2 separate regions of the Arachis hypogaea genome follow, and region 2 is linked to region 1. A link is a contact called in public Hi-C data. All regions are on one chromosome and are shown on one strand. Each heading gives the region's core, a stretch centred on a gene start, on an enhancer-like site or on the middle of the called end of the contact. The rest is flanking DNA. Distances are from core to core; before and after follow the strand shown.

Region 1 (6,057 bases), core at 1,433-3,932:
TTGCGCTGTTCTCGTTACAAGATCAATTTTATTTCAATTTGCCATCAGTTTATTAAGTTATTATAATCTTAGATTTGAGGACAGAATTTTCTTGTAAAAATTCCATTATATTTTAAAATTAACAACTAAAATGAGTTATTATGTATTTCTATAAATATATATTATTTAATTTATTTTGAAAAAATCTAGAGTGTCAGTAATTTTATTAAATTTTGGCCAGTATGTAATCAGTAAAAAAAATTAATAATTTCACACTATTAAATAAAATATCACATCATTAAAAATATTATTTATGATTACTTAATGACTATAAATCACAAAAGTTACTGGTCCTATTATTCTTTATTTATTTTTAATATATATTTTATATTTTCATATATATTTTATATTAATTAATAATTAATTCTAATAACTGATTTTATTTTATGGATATAAAATATTTTATTTTATTGCAAAAGGTTTAGATTAAAATTTTTCATATGTTTCGTGATTCTCAATGTAATAATTTTTAGGTAAGTTTTATAATATTTTTGTCATGATACTTAAATGGTTGAATTTATTTTTTAAAATAAAAAATAAAATATTTAAAATAAAAAATAAATTATATAAAATTTTTTAAAAATTATTTATTTTTTTAATAATTTAAGTATAATATAATAAGCACTATAACATTTATTTAAATTTGATTTATTTTAATATATTATCGTTAATCATGAAATATATAAAAAAATAATATTTTTACTAAAAACATTAACTCTTTGCTATTACCGATATCTTTGTAATGTGTTATGGTGGCACGAGTATCAGTGTGTCAGCGAATATGAGCATGAGATGATAAGGATGAATGACACGTGTTATTTGGTTATTGGACATGGTTGTGTGCTTAGCAAGCAAAAGCATTAAGCAACGAGTTGTCCGTGCTACGCGGCTACGCATCGCTGCCTCCTCCATTAATAATTTGAGAATTCAAAGAGTATCAGAATTTATTGTCATTGTTCAACATTTTTAGTTATTAATTTAATTTTTTATTTTAATAATTTAATAATATATTTTTAATTTATAATTTTAAATATTAATAATTAATTATTGACTAAAAATAATAATTTTACCAATTCTCTGACATTTATTATCATTTAATACTCTCAATTCAATTTGATTTTCTCTGCTAACCGACACCAAATCTACCTACTCATCACTGATGACTCATCCATCACATTTTAGTCAAATTAAGCATTCCATATTAGGGTGTTCTCTATTTTAAAATAAGTGTTTCTTCATTCTTTTAGTATTTAAATATATTAATTTTTTAATAAACTTAAAAATACAAAACAGGCTTATTTTTAAAATGAAAAAATATTATATAATTTTGTTTAGCACAAAAGACCAACCAAAGTGTCCTGAAGTAAATGAATTTTTAGTATAGTCATTTTAACTTTATTATTATTATTATTATTATTATTATTATTATTATTATTATTATTATTATTATTATTATACTGCAAGCTATTACACTTTTCTTCTGCCCACTAATTACATATTCCTCCACATTCTTAAAAGATCAAAGTAAAAAATAAAGACTCAATTCAATTTCGGTAAATTTTCATAAAAAATGATTTTTTTCTTTAAAATATTTTGGTTTTTAATATTATTATTTTGATATAATATAAACTATTTGTTAAAACAAATCTATAAAATAATATAAAATTAATTTTGTAAAAGTTTTATTTATAATTTATAAGCATTTTAAATTCATAAAACTTTGTTCAGTAATAAGATTAATTATCACTACTAATACTATTATTTTTTACATTATTATCATTAAACTTCTACTTTTACTATTTTTATTATATAATCATATTTTATTATCATTATTGTCTCATTTAACACTATAAACAAGACTACCAACACTATCAATATTATCATTTCTTTTACGATGATATTTTTCTTTTTAGAAAGATCTTCATAGTACAATCATTTTTCTTTTCTTATAACATTATTTTTGTTAATGGTCCTTTTTCACTTAACCATTACCGAAAAAAGAAATTTAAAAAATAACTATATTAATAGTTTATAAGGGGCTTAAACCCCATTCCATATTATAAAAAAACTTTTGCTTCTCCCAAAACAATTTCTATTATAATTTGGTGATTTTTTAACCAAGAATTCGTATTGTCTTAAATTAATAATGTTGAAAATTAAAATATTTATTTTAATGAAAAATTATGTTATCTTTTGTAAGAATGACCAAATACCAAGTTAAGTCTTGACTCTAAATCTCTTGTCATACTTTCATCAGGCTTAAAGTTTCGGTCAATTATAAAGAAAGTTATGAAGAATTACTTGAGATTAATCTTTTTCTATTTTTGAGGGACCTGATTTAAAGTAATCTTGTACATTTAATAAAGGTACAATAATACACACTCATAAGCATGTGAACAGTAAACTATGTGCAATCAACTGATCCCCTGTTTTATGCTGGGCAGACTCCCCTATCATTTAGGCCTTGAGTTGGCAGACTTCTTTTTTTTTTTGGTCATGAGTTGGCAGACTTCCAAATCAGTCAAAGTTGTAACTGTTTTGGGCTCATATAAAATATATTTATTCCTATAAAGCCCAATTAACTGGAATTTTTCAAATTTTGTATTTCAGCATCACTGAGTCAGCCTTTTAGCACATCGCCGTGTAGCCCAAACTGATCAAAACTTTTCAATCTAAAGAATTACATGGTAAACCACATAGATTATCCCCTCCCCAAAAACAATTAAAAAAAAAAAAAAACATAGATTATTATCTTCTAAAGATATCCTCAACCATGTCAAAAAAAAAAAGATATCCTCAACAATAAAAAATAATGAATAATGATTGGAAGTATTAATTAAATTTTATAGTATTTAAATAAATAAAAATTAAAATGTATATATTATCTTTGAAAATATTAAAAAGTAATTTTTTATTTAGAAATTAAAAAATGAATAAAAGTTTCAATTATTTCAAAAATTTTCTGCATACTAAAAATTAATTAATATATATTTACATATACATAATAATTTATATTTTTTAATTAAATAATTAACTATTAAAATAATCTAAGATACATGAATAATTAAAGTTATTTATAGTAATATAATAAATATTTAAAAAATACTAGATACTTATTCTTATATGCAATAACTATTGCAATCATTTTTTAAAAATAATTTCATCAAATAATCTACAAGTATTATTAATTAAGTAAATTCTTATAGTAGTCCCTGAGATTTACGCTATTACTCAATTTAATCATCCAGATTCTAATTTTACTATAGTGGTCCTTCTGATTGAGCTCCGAGCAATATAATGGTCCCTGAATCTCTTTCCGGTTATGAGTTATCAATCATAGTAATGATGTAACACTTCATTGCTATACTGGATGCTGCAATTTTGAAATTTGGATCTAATTTAGTCCCTCTTCGTTGTATAATCCTAATTTATTCCCTCCTTCTCCTCCTTCAAACTTTATCTTCATCTGCAGCTACTTGATTATATTATTATGGATTTTTCTTTTGCAGGTTCTTCTTGTGGGTCCCCTTGATTATGAGGTTATTGGAGGCAGTGTTGTGTTCAAATTAAGGGGAGAATTTGCTTGAAATAGAACCAAAGAAGCAGTCACTAGCTGGTCTTTTTATGAGTTTTCCATCCCCTATTAAGATTTTTGTTATTTTTAACTTTTTGACTTTTACCTCCATCTGTAACAGATCATAGTAGTTCAAGGAAGAAGCAACTAGAAGCTAACTCAGCAGTAGCTTAATCAAGTTGAAAAAATTAGTTAGATCATTGTACAACTAGTATAGAGTTAGTTAGCATGTAACTTAATTAGTTTAGCTAGTTAACTGTACCTTAGGTGAGAATATATATATAGTGTATATAAAGTTTGTAGGTATATGGTGTGAAATTTATAACTCACAAACTAATCGGTAAGTATACCAGGTCGTACCAAGTAGTACCTCAAGTGAATGAGGGTCGATCTCATGAGGATTAATAGACTAAGTAACAATGGTTAAGTGATTTACTTAGTTAGACAAACAAAAAATGGTATTTGAAGGTTCAAAAGCATTAACAGTAAATTCAGAATATTAGAAAGCAGCAGTAAAATGAGTTGTGAATAATATATGGAGAAACAGTTAAGGCTTCAGAGATATCTATCTTCTGAATTGACTTTTCTTACTAACTATTTTAATCATGCAAGATTTAATTCATGGAAAACTATTTGTGACGAAACCCTAATTTCTTAGACCTTTTTAGTCTCCTCTAAAATTCATCAATCGCTAATTTCTTGGTCACTTAATACCAATTAGAATTTCAATTCTAGTTTATATGCCCAAATATAAGAGGATTATATGTCACGTATCCCGTTAAGTCCAGATAACTAGAAATTTAGGAGAATATGTTTTCAATCTATTGTTCAAATAAATAGCTTTTCCAAGTTATACAAGAATTCAATTAGAATAAGGGTCATATTTTCGTTCCACCCAAATTCATAAGATAAAGAACGAAAATAATTCTTGAAACATAAATAAGTACATAAATTAAAATAGAAAAATAATATTATCAATCCATACAATAGACAGAGCTCCTAACCTTAACAATGGAGGTTTAGCTGCTCATGGTTCAGAGAGAAAACTAGGATTCAGAAAAACTGTAAATTGTGGAATGAGGTCCAAGAGCCGAGCCCGAAGGGTTGATTCTTTTTCCTTTTATATCTAATTCTAATTAATGTAAATTATAATTTCTAAAACTAAATAATATATTTTCTCATTTTAAAATAAAATAAAAATGCAATCAAAATTAATAAGATTCATGCGCAGCCTTGTATGAGTGTCTGGGGACCACTTGGGTTATTAGGATCCACGCTAAACTTGGAAATTCTCAAGTTTAGCGTGGATGAGGCAGTGTCTCCTTTGGTGCGTTCCTGAGTCCACGTTAAACTTGAGAATTTCCAAGTTCAGCGTGGAGGAGGCAGTGGCTTCTTCGTTGGTTTTTCCTTTGAGTCCACACTGAATTTGGAGATCCTCAAGTTCAGTGTGGAGGAGGCCGAATCAAATGAAAGAAAAGGGTATACTATTATATCTCGTTGGAAAGCTCTAGAAGTTAGCTTTCCAATGCCTTTGAAATTACGTCAATTGGACCTCTGTAGCTCAGGTTATTTTTGTTTGAGTGCAAGGAGGTCGGGGTTGACAACATCATTCGCTTTCTTCTTTTTCTGCTACAAAACTCCGTCAAATCCATCCGAATGCTGTCTGAAATAAATAGAATTGCACACAAATCAAAGTAGCATCTATAGTGGCTAAAAGATATTTAAATCTTGATTAAACTCAACAATTTGAATGCAAATTCACTAGAAAAATATAGAGAAGATGCTCACGCATCAGTGTAATTTCAAATATTGAGACTTATTCTTCTTACTCTTTCATTTTCTAAATCTCACTAATCTCTGAACTGTCTTCCCTTTTCCACTCTCACTTCACAAAGTTTACACCAAACCAGAGTTTTCACATGGTGCGGTGAGTGTGGACGTGTGAATATCGAGCTTTGAGAGGTTATGTTCTTCGTGATCTTTGTGACAGGTGACTCCTAGTGTGGAGGTTCGCTAACAGCAACCATGACATGTGATGATGAAGTGATGAGTTAGATCTAGATTAAAATCAAGGTTTTTCAACGAACAGTTATCAGACCTTTGGTTGATTGATGAACTATTTCTCAACGATTCAAACACATACTTCTCGATCCAATGTGAATCTTATGCAAGATCCAATGAGTTCGTATATTTTGAATTTAAGTGAGCATCCAGGTATTTCTTTAACAACTACTCCTCTGAACACTAAGAACTATTATGTTTGGGACAGATCGATATAGATTTTTATCAAAAAAAAAAAAACAAGATTATGTTTATTGATGGAAATCTGTGAAAATCATATCAAACGGATCCAACACTTTAGGCTTGGGATACTTTTCTATTGTCTTGGCTTTATGCCTCTATAAGTGCTGAAATATTACCCAGTGTCATATAATGTAATGATA
Region 2 (7,017 bases), core at 347-2,846, 38 kb before region 1:
TTTCCATTTCAAACTATGAGCATCTTCGTCTTCTTTTTAAGAGTACTACTTATACCCGCTTCCCCCATCCCTTTGCTATCAAAAGTCAGGACCCACTACTCACACCCCATTATTGTGATTCACGATTGTATTCGTACTTAGTTACACATCCTCTAAAACTGTTCAGTTGTGTCTAATAGTTTGCTACACCCTACAATAGAAAATCCTTTTACAAGAAGAAAGGACAGCCCGGTGCACAAGCATCCCGCATTAATGCGGTAGGGTCCAAGAAAGGACTGCATCCAAAGGGTGTAATATAGGTATCCTAACTGATAATTACATCAGTGTAACTAATTCCAGGACTTGAACCCGTGATCTTGACATCACACAGAGACAACAAGACTGTTTCTCCAGGACTCAAATAAACACTTGAATATAAAAAAAGAACTGCACATATTTCTCTGTTTAGAAACTAGAGTGGTTGGTATTGGATATCTGAGCCACACTGCTATAAAAAATTGATCAAAACAGAGGTGATTCGCACCAAACAGATGAGTTGGCTTTGAGCTTCCTCTTACTTATGATTATCTGTATTTACTAGGCATTTTAACAAGATAAGTGAAAACTTACGACAGCAGTGACCCCATTGAGAGCTTCATTCAACGAATCACCCGAAAGGAGGTTCCCTGTTTACACAAAAACAATTGAGATATATTAGCCCATAATAGCACCGTGAAAAATGCAGAGTCCACAAGGAAAATAAAGAAAGTGAACAGCAGACCTTTATACCAGATGACATTGGTAGCCCATGAATCATGCAAGGATGACCTGCCAGACCTGCAACAAGTAAAACACAAAGTGAGTGGCATGAAATTGCACCAAACAAACAATTCTAATGGGAATGAAAGTGGGATTTGGAACCTGCTAAGACTGGCAACGGACAAACCACGATCTAAGGCTTCTCTACAAATATGTGAGCCAACAAATCCATTGCCTCCCAACACAAGTAACTTGAATTGCATTGAGTACAGATTAGGTTAAACTTACACACACGAAATTAAGTAAAAATAGAGTGAAAATAAATGCCGGTAGTAGAATAGAATGAATACCTTGTCTGTTGGGGGCGGAGGTATGTTTACCGTTTCAGCTTCTTCGACCTTGAAGGGTTCATCAACCTGATTGGAATCGGTGGTGAAACTTCTGGCGATCTTTGACGAGGCAGTTACACTTGAAGGAAAAACAAGCACACAAGTGAGCATAGAAATAATAAATTAGCGAATTGCATCGGTGTGGAACCAAATAGGGAAAAGGGAGAGAGGAAGAGACTTGAGCCTGGAAAAGGAAGGGTTGGAATGGATCAATCGAGAGACTAATGTCCTCATTTGAACCTCGAATGTGGCTGCACTTGCTGGATTCGTTGCTTGGGTTTTGAAATCAGAGTAAACCAAGGCAGAAGCAGAAGAAGAAGCATTAGAGCAGGAAGCAAGAGGAACACATGGCTACTCTAATTTCTGCCACGTCTCTAACCATATGTGGCTTCATTCCAGCCTCATTCATTTTCACTACGCCTTCTCCAGCTAACTAATTAGTAATTACCAATTCCTATAAGCCCAACCCAAACAAAATACCATGCCCAATTACTACATTTTTTTTAACTAAAAGTGTTGGCCCTAATCTTTTGAGTAAAATATTATTTTTGCCCCTTGGACAAGTCAAAGTTGTCCTTAATATTTCAATTGTCTTATTTATCTTGATATTTTAAATTTGACTTAATGTTGTCCTGTCAATAGAGATTCTTTAACAGAATTGACAGAACAAAATTGAGACAATTTTAAAATGTTAGAGACTTACATAGGACGAAAATATTAGGGACAAAAATGATACATAAAAATAAATTTTAATTTAATTTTATCTTTTAATAATATTAATTTTTTTACTGTACATAATATTCAATTATTTTTTAATTACATCTAAATAAATTACATTTAATCACATTACTTTCATTTTAAATAAATTTATTTTTTTATAATTTTAAAGAATTTTGATATATTAGAGACAAAAGGTATAATTTATATTTTATTATATATATTATTTTTTTTCTACAAGTTTATACACTAGTCATTCTACAAATATTTCATGATAACTAAAAATCTTTAAAAGTAAAATTATAAAAAAATTAATTTATTTAAAATGAAAATAATATGATTAAGTATAATTTACTTAGATGTGATTAAAAAATAATTGAATACTATGTATAGTAAAAATTGATATTATTGAAGAATAAAATTAAAATTTATTTCTATATCTTTTTTGTCCCAACATTTTCGTCCTATTTAAGTCCCTAACGTTTTAAAATCGTCTCAATCTTGTCCCGTTGTCAATTCTATTAACGGATTCTTGACGGTAGGACAACATTGAGCCAGTTTTGAAACGTTATGGACTTAAATAGGACGATTTGAAACGTTAAGGACAACTTTAAGACTTACCCCAAACGTTTAAAACAAAAACGATACTTTACTCTAATCTTTTTAATAAATAATTTGTCATTTTTATTATATTTTTTTAATACACCATCAGCTTTGTTTTTTTTTTTTTTTTTTGAAAAAAATAGCAACAATCTTTATATCAACATATAATTAATAAAATAAGAGTAAATTATTATTTTTATTTATAAAAGATGAAGGCATTGACATTTTTATTCATAAAAGACAAAAATTAAAATTATATATATGAAAGATTGGTTTTGTATCATAAAAAAAAGTATAGGTAACTAATAACATTCTTGAATAATGTGTGAACAATATGAATTAATAGGATTAAAAGAATAAATTTAATAAGTAGCATTAAATTAGAATGTAGTATACTTATATTTGATTGATGGATATTCATGTTGTTCAAGAGAATCATTGTTTCCTAGGCCCATCATAAAATTATCTACACCCAAAAATTCTAAATTACTTTGTCTCTTCCATCACCATCAGCATCGTCACCACATTATTCTCTCTCTCTCTCTCTCTAAATCTTCATCATCACCGTTAGTAACACCACCAACACCCAACTCTATTACTACTAACACCGCCGGCTCCAAGTTAAAGGCCATCTTCTATTTAAATTCTCAAGGATGAAGAAGTTCCTCACCTACTTCATTGTCACGCCGTTCAATATTTCAATTCAATTAAAATAAAATCATGGATTTTTCTTCTTTTACACCACAGAAACAACAAGACCCTATTCCCATGTCAATTAATCCTACCACCACCACTTCGCCCCTCATTCGCGGCTGCCATATCGCTGGCGGCATTGTCAATGTGTCTCTTGTCATCACTTGTCTTGCGTGCCTCTCACGACAGTTTTTATCTTCTAAGCCTTTTAGTCTCGTTGATGCCACTCTACTCTCCTCGGTAGCCACTCTTTGCTGTCACTTTATTCTTCTCTCCGTTTACTTACTTTTCGTTCTTCTCTGTTTTGACAATATCCATAAAAAGCTGCCTCTAAAACGATTTTGGAAAAGAACCCTAATTCTTCATTAAGAAAAAACAAAAGAAATAAGCATCTGAATCACAAACAATCCCTTTCAACTCACATGACTAGAAACGAGTTCCGCTTCTTCCTTTCGTGCAACATTAGTCTCCCTAGCACCTTTCGTGTCGACCGCCTTGAAGGCCATTAGTCCATTCCCAACAAATCCTCCAATTCAGTTTCAATTTACCACACTTCACTAATATTACTAGTTTGAATTTTTTGTAGCTTTGTTTTTCTTTTTTTTTAGAAAAAAGAATTAGTTAATATTACCATATTTGATTGATTTTTTGAGTTTGGTGATTGTTTCCTATTCCTTGATTTTATTTGAATTGATTAGAAATATTGAATGGCGTAATAATAGAGTGGATAAGGAGCTTCTTCAAGTTTGAGAATTTGAATACATGATGAGTTTGGAGTCATCGGTGTCGATAGTGATTGTAGTAGTGGTGATGGAGAAGAGTGTTAGTGGTAATGCTGGTGTTACAAGTGTTGGAGAGAGAGAAAGAGAGAGAGAATGATAATTTAGGATTTTTAGATATTTTTTAAGGTTTGGATAATTTTATGATCTTTGATAGGTATAATTTTTATTTTTGTCTTTTATAAATAAAAATGTCAACGTCTTCATTATTAATGGGTAAAAATAATAATTTACTCATAAAATAATTATTGGTTAGTTATTTTGTTTTTCGTTTTAATTATAATAAATTGATAACACTTTTTTTTTTGAAAAAAAAAATCAAGATTCCAAAGAATTAGAGCTATATTTATTTTTAAAGACAAAATACAATGACGTAAACAATAAATGTCTAAAAATATTTAAAGACAAAGATATAGATATTAAACACAATGTCTTTAGAATAATTCTTTTATTTTTGTGTCTATTTTTTTACGAAAGACTTTCATGGACACGAACTTTAACAAAATGGATACAATTTTTTTAATGTTTTTTTTCATAATTATTTTTATTATTCCACAATTATTTTTTTATTCTCATCAAAAAATTATAAGTTAATTTTTTCTTTGCAATACCAATCTCCTCTTAGATACTCTTTTATTTTTATTCTATATTTCTATCTTTTTTTCCTCTTAAATCTCTCATTTCTTTACTCTTTATCTTGCTCTTCTTCTTCTTCTTTTGTTTTTTTTTTCTTCTTTCTCTTCTTATTGTTCTTCATCTTTTTTTTTTCTTTTTTTTCTTTTTCTTCTCTTCTTTTTCAATATTTTTTTTGTTTAACTAATTTAAAAACAACATTTAAACAACTAATTACTCATTTTTCTTGTCACAAATTTTAGAAGTTACATACTTTTCTCTTTTTCAATCACATAATTAAGTATAATTTTGCCACTCTTCTTTTTGCTTCTTATTTTTATTTTTATTTTTATATTTAAAATTATTTTGTTTCTCTTTGTCTCATTCTTTTATTTTTCATTTTTTTTATGATTTAAAAATTTAAAAATATTATATAGACAAGAGCAATGTTCTTTCTCATGCAAAATCTTAAATTTTAACAGTGATGTTGTGAATAAATAAATGGAACAAATTTTATTAATTTTCAATATGTTGATGTATTTTGTTTTTAATGAAAGAATAAATAAAAAAATTGTACTAAACTCTTCTTATTTATTTGAATTTAAAAATAAATAATTAGTGAGTTATGTTATTGTTATTCTTATTGCTACGGATTATTTTTAATATTTGTGTTAATTTATAATAATTTATTATTTATATTTTTGACTTATTAATTAGAGAAGAATGGAACTATTGAACCATTTTGAGTAATTTAGACGATTTATTTTTTTATTTTATAATTCAAACTGAGTTTGAAGCAATATTTTGATGTTTGTATTATTATATTTGAGAAACAGAAAAAAAAAAACATTTATTGATTAGAAATAAAAAACATTAATACTAATTCTTTACGACAGAATATATTAAATAGCATAATAGAAGAAGGCGATGAGAATTGTATTTGATAATTAAGAATAAATATAAATGCATTAAGAAAATTATATGAGTTACTTAAAGTTTAAGGTAAATTAAACAATAAATATTGTACAAATATACCTGTAATAATGTTAGCTGGCCCGTTCTACTTGTGGGCTGCGACTTTTCAAACCTTCTTATCTTCTTAGGCTCAAAGTTGGTTTTGTCTTACCTAGGATCAAAGTTGGTTTAAGATTCTATACAAGCCAAACAAATAAGTAGGCTCGGAGTTTTGGGCTGTGAACTCTTGCTACTATTGAGCCTCAGAACTCCACCAACAAACAAAAACCTTGAAAAAGACCAGTTACTATACCAAAGAAAAAAATAACATAGTTAGTAGATTTAGTAATTAATTTACTAATTCGTTTAAATAAATATCAAAAATTTGAATTCTATTTTGTATATATAATAATTTATTGGTTAATCTAAAAAAATAATAACTAAAAAACAAAAAAATAAAATTAACTCTTATAATAATATTTTTATTTGACAAAAATATTATATATATATATATATAAAAAATTAATCATTATTATATATTTTAATATTTATTTTATATAAATAATTAATTTTAGTGTACATATAAAATTATCCATGTTTTAGGAGGTAACAAATTTAATTGATGTTTTAGGAGGTAACAAATTAATTCATAGCTTGAGAGCCTATTTTCGAAAAACACGTAAACTGAGCGCTTTTTTGTTGAATAAACTTACATGAAGAGTTTAGTGGGTCAAATACTCAAATTTTATCTTTTTTTGAAAAAAAACTACAAGCTAAGTCTATTTCTTTAAAGAGAGAAAAAAAAGTAAAAATAGATAAAAAAGATAAGACTTTTTTTATAAAGATGTTTTTTTAATAATTAAAATTTAATACATATAATCGATTAAATCATGTTATTTTTGTTAAAATTAGGCTAGACAAATTGATTTGACCGAAAAATAGTGAATCAAATTTGAACTGATCTAAATTAATATTATTTTTTATAAAAAATGACTAAAATACTCTATTATAGAAAATGACTAAAATACTTCTATTATATATTAATTTTGAGAATCTTAAATTTTAGCCTTTTATTTTTCTACTGCTGAATTAGAATTTAGAATTTTTATAATTATATATATATATATAAGAGTATTTTAATAATCTTTTACAATAAGAGTATTGTAGTCATTTTTTATAAAAAAATAATATTAATTTAGATCAGTTTAAGATTTGATTCACCATTTTTTCGGTTAAATCAATTTGTCTAGCCTAATTTTAACAAAAATAATATAATTTAATTGATTATATATGTTAAATTTTAATTATTAAAAAACATCTTTAAAAAAAAATATTTTAGACGTTTTTATCTGAATGACCTCCTAAACAAAACACTGTTTTTTTTTTCATATCTAAAATAATTTCTGATAATTAATTATTATTTCTTTATATAATGATAAATAGATTTTATAGGATATTCACAAAACGAGTTCTAGTCTGTTGTGGAGACCCTGGAAGCTTCCTGAAGCAAATGCAAATTAATTATTTATTCT

Evidence for each region. A called contact is a pair of places that touch in the nucleus more often than the background predicts.
Region 2: a contact with region 1 is called in a Hi-C map of leaf, with 4 times the contacts expected there. The contact joins the promoter of LOC112716027 here to the enhancer-like site in region 1. A contact is called at or near these places in 2 of 8 Hi-C or Micro-C datasets (leaf and an unstated tissue).

Annotation. Positions count from the first base shown.
Region 1 is chr10:96,150,611-96,156,667 of arahy.Tifrunner.gnm2.J5K5, reverse strand. No RefSeq gene overlaps it. Among protein-coding and RNA genes, the nearest start is that of LOC112718788, 31 kb to the right of the region's middle. Within about 2 kb of position 2,682, at least 3 of the 3 cell types and tissues checked have open chromatin away from gene starts, as enhancers often do.
Region 2 is chr10:96,186,804-96,193,820 of arahy.Tifrunner.gnm2.J5K5, reverse strand. It overlaps LOC112716027, which reads right to left and starts at 1,596. Exons shown (of 10, transcript XM_025767867.2): 1 at 1,306-1,596; 2 at 1,089-1,206; 3 at 901-989; 4 at 761-816; 5 at 610-665. The coding sequence starts at 1,361.